Linked DNA regions of Sus scrofa: region 2 is linked to region 1. Evidence: chromatin contacts called from public promoter capture Hi-C data. All regions are on one chromosome and are shown on one strand. Each heading gives the region's core, a stretch centred on a gene start, on an enhancer-like site or on the middle of the called end of the contact. The rest is flanking DNA. Distances are from core to core; before and after follow the strand shown.

The links. Promoter capture Hi-C pulls out the DNA fragments that hold promoters and counts their contacts.
Region 2: a promoter capture Hi-C map of liver shows a contact between it and region 1, with 5 times the contacts expected there. The contact joins the promoter of ARPC2 here to the promoter of RPL37A in region 1. A contact is called at or near these places in 1 of 5 promoter capture datasets (liver) and 1 of 2 datasets of contacts at active chromatin or transcription factors (skeletal muscle).

What each region holds. Positions count from the first base shown.
Region 1 is chr15:118,700,682-118,707,079 of Sscrofa11.1, reverse strand. RPL37A (60S ribosomal protein L37a) reads right to left here and starts at 4,882. Exons shown (of 4, transcript XM_021076246.1): 1 at 4,722-4,882; 2 at 4,264-4,392; 3 at 3,606-3,688; 4 at 2,106-2,230. The coding sequence starts at 4,724. The coding sequence ends at 2,167.
Region 2 is chr15:120,294,305-120,300,986 of Sscrofa11.1, reverse strand. It overlaps ARPC2 (actin related protein 2/3 complex subunit 2), which reads right to left and starts at 3,865. Exons shown (of 11, transcript NM_001190239.1): 1 at 3,807-3,865; 2 at 3,512-3,593. The coding sequence starts at 3,585.

The sequences.
Region 1 (6,398 bases), core at 3,633-6,132:
AATAAACTACTTCTGACTCTAGAATCCATGTTTTTAATCACTATGCTACATCTTCTTGTTCTTGTCCTAATTGTTTCCAAGTGAACTGCAGAACATTTTGCAGGGTTTTAAGTGATGAAATTACCATTTTGTCTGCAATTGCCTTACGCAAATTAACTTTGGAACACGTTAGTTTTCCAAACCAGTTTATTGGCATGCTCTTTCACCCCTGCCAGTGAGTTCTGAGTGATCACATCTTGTCCTTATTCCAGTGAGTGGTCAATGCACACTGGTTTAATGGTCTCTATTCTCAACTAAGCCCCTTCTTCACTAGCTGAATTCACAAAAACACCTGAAAGCCTATGGTGTCAGCCAGACTGCCCCTCTCCTGATACTCCTCTCAAGGCACCCAGCTTAGAGGGCTGATTATGGCATATTAACTTGACCCTTGACTCATTTTGACTGACATACCCCAAAACATAAAGTTACCCTCCCCTGCTGGCGAATTCTGGTTCAAAGCGCTATCAACAACAACAAACTCGAGTTCCCTGATGGCTCAGTAGATTAAAGATCTGGTGTCACCACTGCCGTGGCTTGGGTATGATACCTGGCTGGGTAACTTCTGCATGTTGCAGCCACGGCCAAATAAAAACAACAAAATAGTTTCTGGTTTTCCAGGGGTAGTCAGCAGCAAAAGTTTTAAACTTTGTACACACTGCTTGGTTCTGGTTGCTATTTTCAAAATTGTTAACTGAGTCCTCCCAAAATTCCTTCTCAGTCTCAGTTGTCACTTTCAAAACTCAGCCTCTAGTCCTCACCTCTTATGGATAATGCTGTAAAATCAAGCTCAAGTACCCCTATCCCTTATCTCAACACCCAGAACAAAACTTGCCTACAGATGGGCTCCATTTTGGCTTTCTGGCTACTGCACGCACACAGACACAAACAGTATTTAGGATACAATGAGACAGCCCTTAAGCTCAGCATCCAGTGAGGAATACATGCCTTATTCATCTTTATATCCTGATACAAAGTATTAGACAACTTAGAATAAAAGGCTCAGAAAACCACTGTAAAAACAAGCCAGAGGCTGGAAGTCTTTAGTTTATAAAGGAGCAGATTAAGAGGGAACATTCTTGAGCCCATAATATATAAGGCAGCCTAGGACAGTGAAAAAAAAAACAACAACCAAAACATCGACTAGGAATCAGAAACCTAATTTTTAGCCTTACCAGCTGCCTCCTGAGTCTTGGCAAAATTGCTATTTTCTTAGCCAAAGAAATATTTACTATTTCAACAGCCTTCTAATTGGTCTCTATGTCCCCCATGCAAGCCTCTTCATAAAAAACATGTCTAGGACTATCAGCTCTGAAGCCTAGAATGCATGGGTTGAAATACCAGCTTCATAATTTACAAGCTCTGTAACTTTCTCTTGACTCAATAAGGGTATTACCTATACTGTATAAGGTTGTTGTGGGATTAAATGATACTCCATGTTTAGAATACTCAAGCGCAACAAACATTACATCACTGCTCATAAAACTCTCATCACCCAGATTCCTAAGCAGAGTAAGACAAAAGTCTTCAAATAAGATTCCGCATTAGTAATCCCAGCCCCTCTCATATATTCTATTGCACTACCAGCACTGTTCAGGAAACTGATACTGAGGAGTAACTCAGACCACACAACTACCTAGGCAATTTGGCAGAATAAGTGCTTCTTCACCACAGCCACCTAATGCTTATTCAACTCCTTATGCTGATGCAAAATTTTAGCCACTCACTTGGGGAATCCCTGAAGACCTGTGTCAAACACTTCTATGAAATCGGTATATAATCAGACAAAACACCAAAGGTTAATAGGCAATGTATGTTAAAATATCTTAAAATATAGACAGACTGTGATTTTAAAACAAGTTTGCACAGCGTGATGTATCTCAAAGAAGTCGAACTGGCAAGGAAAGCCTTAGGCTTATGTCATATATCATCTGACTACCAAAAAAACCAATAGATTGTGACAACCCATCTCAGCATGATTTTATAAGAAAATTAAAAGGATTTTAATTTCCAAGTCTTTTTTAAGAAAGCAAAATTAATGCAAATAAGAATGTCAACAAACCAAAGTAGTTCTGTTACATAAATTAACCCATTTATTATAGGCTAGCAAAATTTCCACTGGTGGTGCTTCTACTGGTCCTTCAATTCCTTCAGTCTTCTGATGGCAGACTTTACTGTGACAGCAGAAGTGGTGCTGGAAAGAAAAACAAATTTGGTTCCAAGATAATCAACTAGTTAACATGTGAAACGGCAAGTAAGAAACCTGCCTCCGTTTTACATTATAATCTTAATCTTACATCCATCAACTGTCATGTCTTCAGGATGTGAAGACAATCTCATGCATCTGATTTCTCAGACAGGAGAGCATAAAATTAACAGGAAGAAATGGTTGCAAGAAGCTAACTCATTAAAAGGGAATGGACAGACTGTCAGAAGAAACTAATAAATTATAAGATGTGTACCATCAATGAGCAGTATCAAGAAGACGTCTAAAGCAGTAGAACAGACTAAAGCACGTTTTGGAAATGACAGTACATTTTGCCACAATATTCAGAAAGAGCATTTGAAAAACATCCATCCCACCCCACAGGGAAGACATATGAATACTAATTCATTTTACCATCACAATCAAGTGCACCGCACTCCCCATTTTTGTCCTCAAAACCCCACAAGGTGTCTATCTACCTATATATACACACATCTCCATGTTATCATTTCAACATTTTCCAATTATTTTACACTACTTTAATTTTAAATTTAAAAAAATTTCAGGAGTTCCCGTCGTGGTGCAGTGGTTAATGAATCCGACTAGGAACCATGAGGTTGCGGGTTCGGTCCCTGCCCTTGCTCAGTGGGTTAACAATCTGGCGTTGCCGTGAACTGTGGTGTAGGTCGCAGACACAGCTCGGATCCCGCAAGTTGCTGTGGCTCTGGTGTAGGCTGGTGGCTACAGCTCCAATTCGACCCCTAGCCTGGGAACCTCCACATGCCGCGGGAGCGGCCCAAGAAATAGCAAAAAGACAAAAAAAAAAAAAAAAAAAAAATCAACTACACTAGCTGTATCCCTTTTACTATATGTAAGGTACTAGTACTGGACAGCTGTACACTGACTAGAAGTGAAACACCTCAGCCTTCAGGGTCAGCAACGAATTCTACAACTAGAGGTCTTTGGGGGTGGCTCGAATTTTCAGAATTGGATAACCATAGGAGTCCACACAATAACCAGCATAAAAGTCCACAAGGCAATAGCACCTGGTCCTTGTCAGAGCCACAAAACTGAGAAAGTCCAACCACATTGTTTAAAAGGGCAAAGGTGTGGTAGCCCAGATGGCCTCCATACATATATGACAAGAAACAGCCTGCCTTAAGTGTTCAGCAGTCAGCCCAACAGACCTGTACAACATTCCTTGATGACCCTAATGAATGAATGTAAAATTCTAAAGTAATGTGATCACACTTTAAAAGCATTCTTTTGTTTAATAAGAGTTTAAACTAGCCCATTCAACATCAAACCTGGAATTGTGACATGGTCCACGCACTTTCAGTTACGACAAAGAAATAAGACTCACTTGTAGGTCCAGGCACCACCAGCTACCGTTTTCATGCAGGAACCACAGTGCCAGATGCCCACAGCTCGTCTCTTCATCTTGGTCTGTAAAAGACAACCAATTTTCCCTCTGACCAAAGAACAGCCTTTTATATCACAAAAATCTAAGAATCTAAATTACACTAGAATTAAAGCTGGTGTATTTTACCATTTTTTTCCCCTAACTTCAAGTTTTCTGCTGCAAAATTTGCATAAACTGTGGTGATATTTTCAGGGATGTGGAAGATCTGCAACTCCCCCCCCCAAAAAAAACACAAGAATTGCCGGAATACAGTATTTTTTGCACACAATAAACATACAAACATTAAACAAAGATCTCTACCCGACACTGGTAGACAAAACAGACAGAACTGTGTTCCACAAAACTGGTTTGGCTTAAGCTGGGACTGTCAACTGTTTACCCTTTAGTTCCCACTTGTCGTCACAGGAAAAAAAGGTTTTTACAAAATCCAGAGTTATCAACAATACTCTCGTCTTGCAACTGGTTACCAATTATGTGCAATTCTGAGAACCAGCAAACCATCTATAAACTTCCTTCAAGAAGCCTCACTCCGGAAGGAAACCTTCCCTCCCTCCCTCTTCGCCGCGCCCCCCGCTTCCCGGCCCACAGCCCATCTTACTTTGCCACAGAAGGAGCAAGTGTACTTGGCGTGCTGACTGATTTCAATTTTCTTCACCATTTTCCTGAGGGAAGCACCATAACGGGTCCCGTATTTGCCCACGATTCCAACCTTCTTGGTGCGTTTGGCCTGTTAAAAAAAAAAAAAGTTAGGGAAAAACCCAGCAACAAGGACTCTGACCCTCCACACACCATCCTTCCACCCACCCAGCCCCCGCCTGCTCCCCGCTCGCCCATCACATCCTGGTAAAACCAAGGTCCGAGGGCACTGGGTTAACCCAGCCCGGACGCGCCAGCCTTCGCCAAGCCGCCCCAGTCTCCGTCTGAGGAGCGGCGAAGGCACGGAGGCCGGGGACACAGGACCGAACAGGCGAGCAGAGGCGGGTCGGCGCGAAGAAACCAAGAAAAAGGCAGATGCACGCAGATAGACACCTAGGCCTCACAGGGACCAACACTCACCATTTTGCCGCAAACCCGGTCCGAGCCCAGAGAGGAAGAAGGGTTGTGCGCAGGCGCAGTTTTAGGCGGACGAGCGGAAGCGGCGGCTGGGAGGCCCAGCTAGGAACTGAACTCTATGGTTCGGAGGTCTCCTCCCACCCGGTGCCTTCTGGGTAATGTGGCCGACCTTCTTTCTGACAGGTTTACCCTGATTCACAGATTGCAGCAACGGACTGGATAGCAGAGGCACTTTCTCCCATCGGCATTATTTTACACGTATCTCACCAAGTTCTGCAAAACCAAGTATGATTTCCTCCATTTTACAGACACTTCATATTTTAAGTGACTTGCTCACAGGCACTTGGCTTAGAAAAGTGCTTAACTTTTACGACTCCAAATTTCGTCGCTTTCTGTATAATGCATTCTGAAAGCGGCAAGCCCTGTGCAGGAAGCCAGGATAGCGGTGGCGAAAAACCAAAGCTCCACTCTTACATGTTATAGTCCGGCCAGGGGAAGCCATATGACCTCTTTAACAAGTTATAATTTCAAAGAAATCAGAGCTCTGAAGGAAGGAAGATGGTCCCATCTATCCTAGGAAGAGCCTGGGGCTCCCTGAGAAAGGCTGAGACGAGAAAGCTGGAGAGGAATAGTCACGGTCGAGGTTCGTCTGGCAGCTTCTCCCTCCGTCTCAGTTCTGTTTGCCTGCCGCTCTATTTCAGAATCCATCCCATGGCCCTGATGGGAGGGTGGAAGTACGCACAACCTAAGAGATGAGAATCATCTTCTACTTGGTGGACTTTCTGAGGACTTATGTGGGAAAGACAGCTTCTCAGATATTTCTGAGGGACTCCTCCCAAGAAATAAAGGAGGAGCCAGGATTTATAGGAATTTTGGCGACAAAAACTAAATGGTAGGAACATCAAAATATTACTGTTGAAGTTCCCACTGTGGCACAGTGGGATCGGGTGGTGTCTCTGAAGTGCCAGGACAGAGGTTCAATCCCCCACCCAGCACAGTGGGTTAAAGGAGCTGGTTTTGCCACAGCCCCAACATAGGTCACAACTGTGGCTTGGATCTGATACCTGGCCTGAGAACTCCATATGCTGCAGGGCAGCCAAAAGATGAAAAAAAAAAAAAAATTACTGGTCGTTAAAGAAAAAGACATGTCAGGTTAATGAATTTAGCGCTTTTCTATGTGTGGGAAAATGCAAGAGTCTGGGCTTATTAAAATTATTCTTTTGAGAAGTTCCTTTCATGGCTCAGTGGTTAATGAACCCAACTAGGATCCATGAGGACGAAGGTTTGATCCCTGGCCTTACTTACTGGGTTAAGGATCCAGCATTGCTGTGAGCTGTGGTCTCAGACACAGGTTGCAGACATGGCTTGGATCCCACGTTGCTGTGGCTGTGGCTGTGGCATAGGCCAACGGCTACAGCTTGGATTCAACCCCTAGCCTGGGAACCTCCATATGCCTCGGGTGCAGCCCAAAATGGAAAAACAAAAAAATTATTCCTTTGATATGCATCTTAACTATCTAAGGCCAGCATCCCATTTTTCTCCATCCTGAATCCCCCCTGGATGCACAGCTGAGGGTAACTCCGTGATTGATGGCTTGATGGCTGTAACATCCTTTACTGATCTGGTAGGCGACAGTTTCGCCCACAGCCCCATCCTGGGCTGTCAGATCCCTGCCTGAAA
Region 2 (6,682 bases), core at 2,616-5,115, 1.6 Mb before region 1:
GGCAAGGAGCCAGTGTGCACTTAAAATCAACAGCTATTCGAATCTGACAGCATTTCCTCAATTGTAGACTCATAACTCTAGCTACGCTGACAAGCCTAGCTTTGAAGCTGTAAGAGTTCTTGGTGTATACACTAACAAAAGAATTAAATTAATTTCCCAGATTACTTCTGCTTTAATTGGAGGTTGGGGTAAGAATTCCTAAATGAAAAAGCCAAAATACCAAACACTACTAACTAGACCTACACGTGAGGTTATCTGCAGTGTTGAGCATTGCTCAATTAGCCACATTCTCCTAGCTTGGAGGCTGTTGGGAAGACAATTTACCAATAATGATCATTTTGTGAGGATATATAAATCATTCCAATAAGTGTGTGTGGTAGGAAAAAATAAAAGTAATTTGTTTGGAATCTTACTTAAGGCTTTGTTGGAACTGCCTCCAAATTAAAACACTGTCATGACCAAATGCATTCTTAAATAGTTCAGATAACAGAACTACTTTACCCAAAGGAGATTTAGGCTTTTAGTAGGATGTCACAGGCAAGATTCAGCAGGATGATGAGAGGCATCATCTTATTTTCACACTGTACAAACTCCCTTCAGTGCTCGCAGCCCACAGGTAAGGAGGCTGAGCAGTGGTTTGAGGCTGCAGTCTACTCTAGCATGGGTACACTATGATAGGCCCACAGAGACGGACCTACCATAAATCCATTACCATGCTCTGAGAGGTACCATTCAAAAAAAGACCAACTTCAAAAGCAAAATTACTATAACTGTACTCTCAAGTATATACCACAGAACTATTTTTAAGACGATCTCATGCTTACATTTTCAGTAGCTGGAGCAGTGTTATCCAATAGGACTTTCAGCAATAGTGGAAATGCTCTCTATCTGTGCTGCCCAAATACGGCTGCTACTAGCCACACACGGCAACTGAGCCTCGACCTGTGGCTAGTGTAACTGAGGAGCTTAATTTTAATTCACTTCAATTTTTATTTAAACTTAACTACCACACACAGCTGCTGGCTATCATTACTGGACATCACAGAGTTGGAAGGTCCACTGTGGGGAAGGCCACTGTGAATCTAATTTCCCCAACTGATTTGCTGAGAAGTGTAAAGCAGGGAGGGGCTGACCTCTCCCAGCAGGTTCCCAAGCCTTTCCAATCTCCAGGGTTTCTCCTCCAAGCTACTGCCTTTCTTTAATGTCCACCCCAACACTCCTCTGTAACTTTCTTACAGACTCTCTCAGAAAGGCCCCTCTTTTCTGTTCCTGCCTGGTGCTGAGCACTGGCAGAACCCCATAAATGTTTATGATTATCACACCAGATAGCCTTCTCTGGAAGTTCTGGCTAGGCCTGCGCTTTGATAAATACTTAACTACTTCACTGCCGCCTCACCTTACTGGTGGTATGCCTGGAAATTCACATTCCTTCTAGAGGCAGGCTTCTGCTAAAAGGTACATGTGCAATCCCAGGAAAGCCCTGCCTTCGAGGCTGAATATCATGGTCTCTTTCGAAAGATTTTCAAAGTGCTTTCCAGCAGAACATGCTTTGAGCCCACTTATTTAAAATCACATCTCAAAGGGAAGATGGGCCAGAGTAAAAGCCAAAACCTTGCTGCCCTGTTCCACTATTTGACATTGCCACAACATATACTTTGTTAAAAAAAAAAAAGGCCCAGAAATTCTAACTTATCCCTTCCGGACTTGAGTGACTACTTTATTCCTGCTGAAATGATTAGTAAATCTTTTTAAGCGAACTATTCTAAAAGGGAAAAGAGTTGAAGCTCTATAAGGGGCTACATTTCAGAATCACGAGATATTAAAACACAAGTAGATGTGAATATACTCTTACACTACAAGGCATGCTTCTACTTGAAAATGCACAGGGATATATCTTGTAGATCAGCTTATAACCATCCAGGTCTCATTTTTTGCTAGTTTAAACTTGCGAATTAATTCACTTAAGATCATCTGTGAAAATGCAGAAGTTAATTTAACTTCCTCCTATGTGCTACACTGCTCAAAAAAGTACCCAGCAATCACCCAAAATAAGCCACTAAGCTGATTCGCTCAAACATTTAAAATGCAAAGGAACTGGTAAGCAAAGCTGAAGACAAGAAGCAAGCTAACCTAAAATATAAGTAACTGCAGCCCCTGACAGGAAACAGTAGCTACTGCTCACTGCCTATGTTACTTCAAGGAAAGTTGTTCTTTGTTTTATAGATAAAATCTATGGCTTTATAAAAGAGATTAGAAGACACAATATATTCAATTTAAGCAGTTGGTTAAAAGCATTTTTTTTTTCAAAATGCCTCCAAGCCACAAGTTCGTTTTGTCCACTTAGAATTTCCCCTTCACCAATACTCTCCCATCTGTGACTCTTCAAGCACTTACTCTCCTATTCCTAGTTCCCAGTTCGCCAGAAACAGTTTGCACTTACTTCCTCCACTGTGTAACCAAGATGTGAAGCCCCATCCTCAAGGGATGGGGAAATGAGGCAAAGAGACTGGCCGCAGGCCATCCAAAATTAGGAGCTAAAACCAATTCCTTGGTTCATGTTTTAAATATTGTATCAGACAAGCGAACAACTTGGGGGGAGGTCGTCTTTCTACTGGTTCTGCGTTTGACAGAGACGGCTGCCTTAGAAACATCTCCTAAAGCCCATTTTTAAAAGGGCCAATGGTTAAAAACAGGTTTATCTAAGAACGTTACAGGCTCTGAAGGCATTTCAGTGTGTTATCTGGGCCAGAATTACTACAGAAGAAATCACAGGCCAGGGGTATGATACAAGAACTTAAAAAGATAAACAACCAGATAGAGGATACTGGGTGGAGAAAGGAGAATAGAACCTCAGAGGAGTGATAAGGAAGGGGTGTGGATGGGGGGGGTATTAACTTTGCTTGCGAAATGTGACAAAATAGGCAGTGTCTGTTACAGAAGGGTTCGGTGAAGGAAAACTAGAGAGATCGGGTTTTCCGGCTGCAAGACTGGGCCTGCCTTCAGCTTTCCCTCTGGCTCCTTTAGACGAGGAGGTGGGGGTGGGGAGCGAGAAGGCTGGTGGTGATCTGCGCCTCTTCTGGGTACATCTTCTTCACTCTTCCAGTCCTGGGAATCCCTGAAAACTCCTTCCAACCCAATCCCCAATGGGCTCTCTCCGGGTTCTGAACAATGACGGGAGAATACGGTGGGAAGCGGTCCCCTGCTCGCTCCAGAGGGCAATGGGATCCTCCAGCGAGAGTTCCGGTCCAAGCTACCCTCACGTCCCACAGGTCTCTTTGGCACGCGCACTCCTGTCCACTCACTGCTTCCGCATCCTTCCTCTGAGCCTCTCCCCACGCATCTCTGCCCCTCACCCCGCCGCGCCCAACCACCTCCCATGTCTACCCCGCCGGGGCAGTCCCTGCACCCGGCCAGGTCTCCCACCTCCCTACTCCACGTATGACGGTCTGAACGATTGGCAGGGGTCAACTTTGCCTCCCCCGCCACCCACCGGCCCTAGGCGCGCGCTCACCCGGCGGCCGCGTTCTCGAACTTGAGCGCGAGCGTCTCCTCGATGATGCGGTTGTTCACCTCCAGCAGGATCATGGCGGCGGCTGCCCCGGACAGGGGAAGGAGAAACAAGGGCGGGTGAGGGTGGGTAAGGGAGGAAAGGACGGAGGGAGCGGCCCTGCTGCCCCCTGAGGAGGGGGGCTGGGTGGGGAAGGTTAGGGGAGAAGGGGAAAGGGACCAGGGTGGGGGAAAGGGGAAGACGCGCGTGCTAGCCCGCGCACGCACTGACTGTGGAGACACCCACCCACCCGACCGACCTGGCCCCCGAAGCCTGAACCCGCCTGCCGAGCCGCCGCCGCCGCCGCCGCCGCCGCCGCTGCCGCCTCACCGACAAGCTCGGTCCCCGCCCAGCCCCCGGCTCCAGCCGGCCACTTCCGCTCTCACACCCACTTCCGCTCGCCGCCCGGACGCGCGGCCCCGAGGCCCCGCGGCGCCATTTCCGCTCCGACCCCTCGTGCGCGCGCACGCAGGCGCACCAGGTGAAGGGGCGGAGGCCGCGCGTGCGCACGCGCGATGCCGCGACTCTCCACTTTCCCACAGCCCCGCCCTCGGCCCGCTGTTGAAAGTGTGTCTCCCGGCTAGCTGTCATTCCTCGAGGCCTGCCTCGCGGTCCAGCGCTTGCATCCTGCACTCCCGAAGAGTTTACTTCTACGCACGAGGTCCTGTTATTTCTGACAAGAAGCTCACTGTTTTCATTTCCTAGTCGGCGTCTTTACTCTCACTTTGTGGTCGGTGTGATCCTTCCTCATGCCACACTAATGGCTGTCCAGTGGCACCATCGTGCCTTAATTTGCTCAGCAAATGTTAAGTGGGCTCCTGTTCTGTGCTGGGGATACAGTGACGCCTGAAACAGATGAGGTTCCGCCCTCGTGGAGCTTATAGTCTGGCAAAGGAAACAGACAACAAACTTTCAGATATGTAACTACAAATCGGTTAAAAGAGCAAAGAAGGAAAGGAATGAGACGTCACCAAAGTGAATAAGCCTCCCTGGGTTCCTCTCTTGTCTCCCTTTCTGTGCCTGGAGATGCCTCTAGGTGCCCCAAACGTGATTTTTTTCTGCCTTACCTCCCAGCACCTCTGCCAGAGACATAATTTTTTACTCATCTGTGTGAGGAAAATGAACTCATTTTTGTGTTGCGTCTGCCTGTGTGCCTGGTTTTGTACTTTTCCTTCTCCAGGGAGAATCTAACAAATTTAGCTGAGCTCTTTTTAGGAGTATTGATTTATTTTCTGCTAAGTGTTCTTAAGAAAGTATCAGGGAGGCAAAAATTGACAAAAACTAGCTCTTGTCATCAGGCCCAGACAGCTCTTCAAAATGAATTTATTTACTGGACATGGATAAACTTCAAGACATTGCAAATACCCCCAAATTATTTGCTAACTCTCTTTTTTTCTGTTTAGGGGTGCTCCTGCTTTCTTTTCCAATTCAGAAGACTCAAGTCATATTTTCCATCCACTTAGTAGAGACCTTCTATAGAGCTTCCTTTCTGCTTTCCTTCATTCCTCTTTTTCTTCTTCTTTTTTCTTTCTTTCTTTCTTTTTTTTCTTGATTTTTAGGGCCACACCTGCTGCTTATGGAGGTTCCCAGGCTAGGGGTCCAATCGGAGCTACAGCCGCCCTCCTACGCCATGGGCATAGCAACTCAGGATTCAAGAGCAGTGTCTGTGACCTAGACCACAGCTCATGGCAACATCAGATCTTAACCCACTGAGTGGGGCCAGGGATTGAACCTGCATCCTCATGGATCCTAGTCAGGTTCGTTAACCGCTGAGCCACGAAGGGAACTCCCTCTATTTTTTTAATGGCCACACCTGTGGCAAATTGGAGTTGCAGCTGCCTGCCTGTGCTACAGCCACAACAATGCCAGATCTGAGCCTCATAGGCGACCTATGCTGCACTTGTGGCAACACTGGATCCTTAACCCACTGAGTAAGGCCAGGGATTGAACTCATAGCCTCATGGATGCTAGTTGGGTTCTTAATCTGCTGATCTGCAATGGAAACGCCTATGCTAACGTTTTAACATTGTTTATTGAACGAAATAATGCAGATACATTACTAAAAGTATATGCAGACTACATATACTATAAAGACTTGTAATGGAAGAAGGAGTTCCCTGGCCTACTCTTTAGCGGCAATAGCCTCAACTCTTTTATATGTTCATCCAGATTAGATCCACATATCTAAATAAATGCTTACGCTACTAATTCTTGATTTGTTAATTTTAAAGATTATTTGTTGGCTTCCTATCATGATAGATAAGAACATGACTATCACTTCTGTTCTCCACCTCCACTGTTATGTAACAATTTTTAGTTAAACCAATAATCAGGGAGTTCTGTCGTGGCGCAGTGGTTAATGAACCTGACTAGGAACCATGAGGTTGCAGGTTCAATCCCTGCTCTTTCTCAGTGGGTTAAGGATCCGGCGTTGCTGTGAGCTGTGGTGTAGGCTGCAGATGCGGCTCAGATCCCACGTTGCTGTGGCTCTGGCGTAGGCTGGCGGCTACAGCTACTATTGGACCCTCAGCCTGGGAACCTCCATATGCCGCAGGAGCGGCCCTAGAAAAGGCAAAAAGACAAAAAAACAAAAACAAAAACAAAACAAAAAACCCCCCAATAATCAGTATTTAGGGAGTTCCCATTGTAGTGCAGTGGGGATGAATCCGACTAGGAACCATGAGGTTGCAGGTTCGATCCCTGGCCTTGCTCAGTGGGTTAAGGATCCAGTGTTGCTGTGAACTGTGGTGTAGGTCGAAGATGCAGCTCAGATCTAGTGTTGCTGTGGCTGTGGCTTAGGCCGGTGTCTGCAGCTCTGATTTGACCCCTTGCCTGGGAACCTCCATATGCCACGGGTACAGCCCTAAAAAGCAAAACAAAAACAAACAAACCAGCATTTAAATTATGTATAATTTAAATCTGCATATACACATACATATTAAATTATGTATATTTAAATTATGTATAATCAGCATTTAAATTATGTATGCAAACATTGTTTGCCAGTGAGCCAATAGGTGCCCTACAACCATGCCTTCTAGCTTATACAGACTTCCATTAAAAAAAAAATTAGTTGATATACAATGTTGTGCTAATTTCTGCTGTACAACAGTGACTCAGTTATATATGTGCATA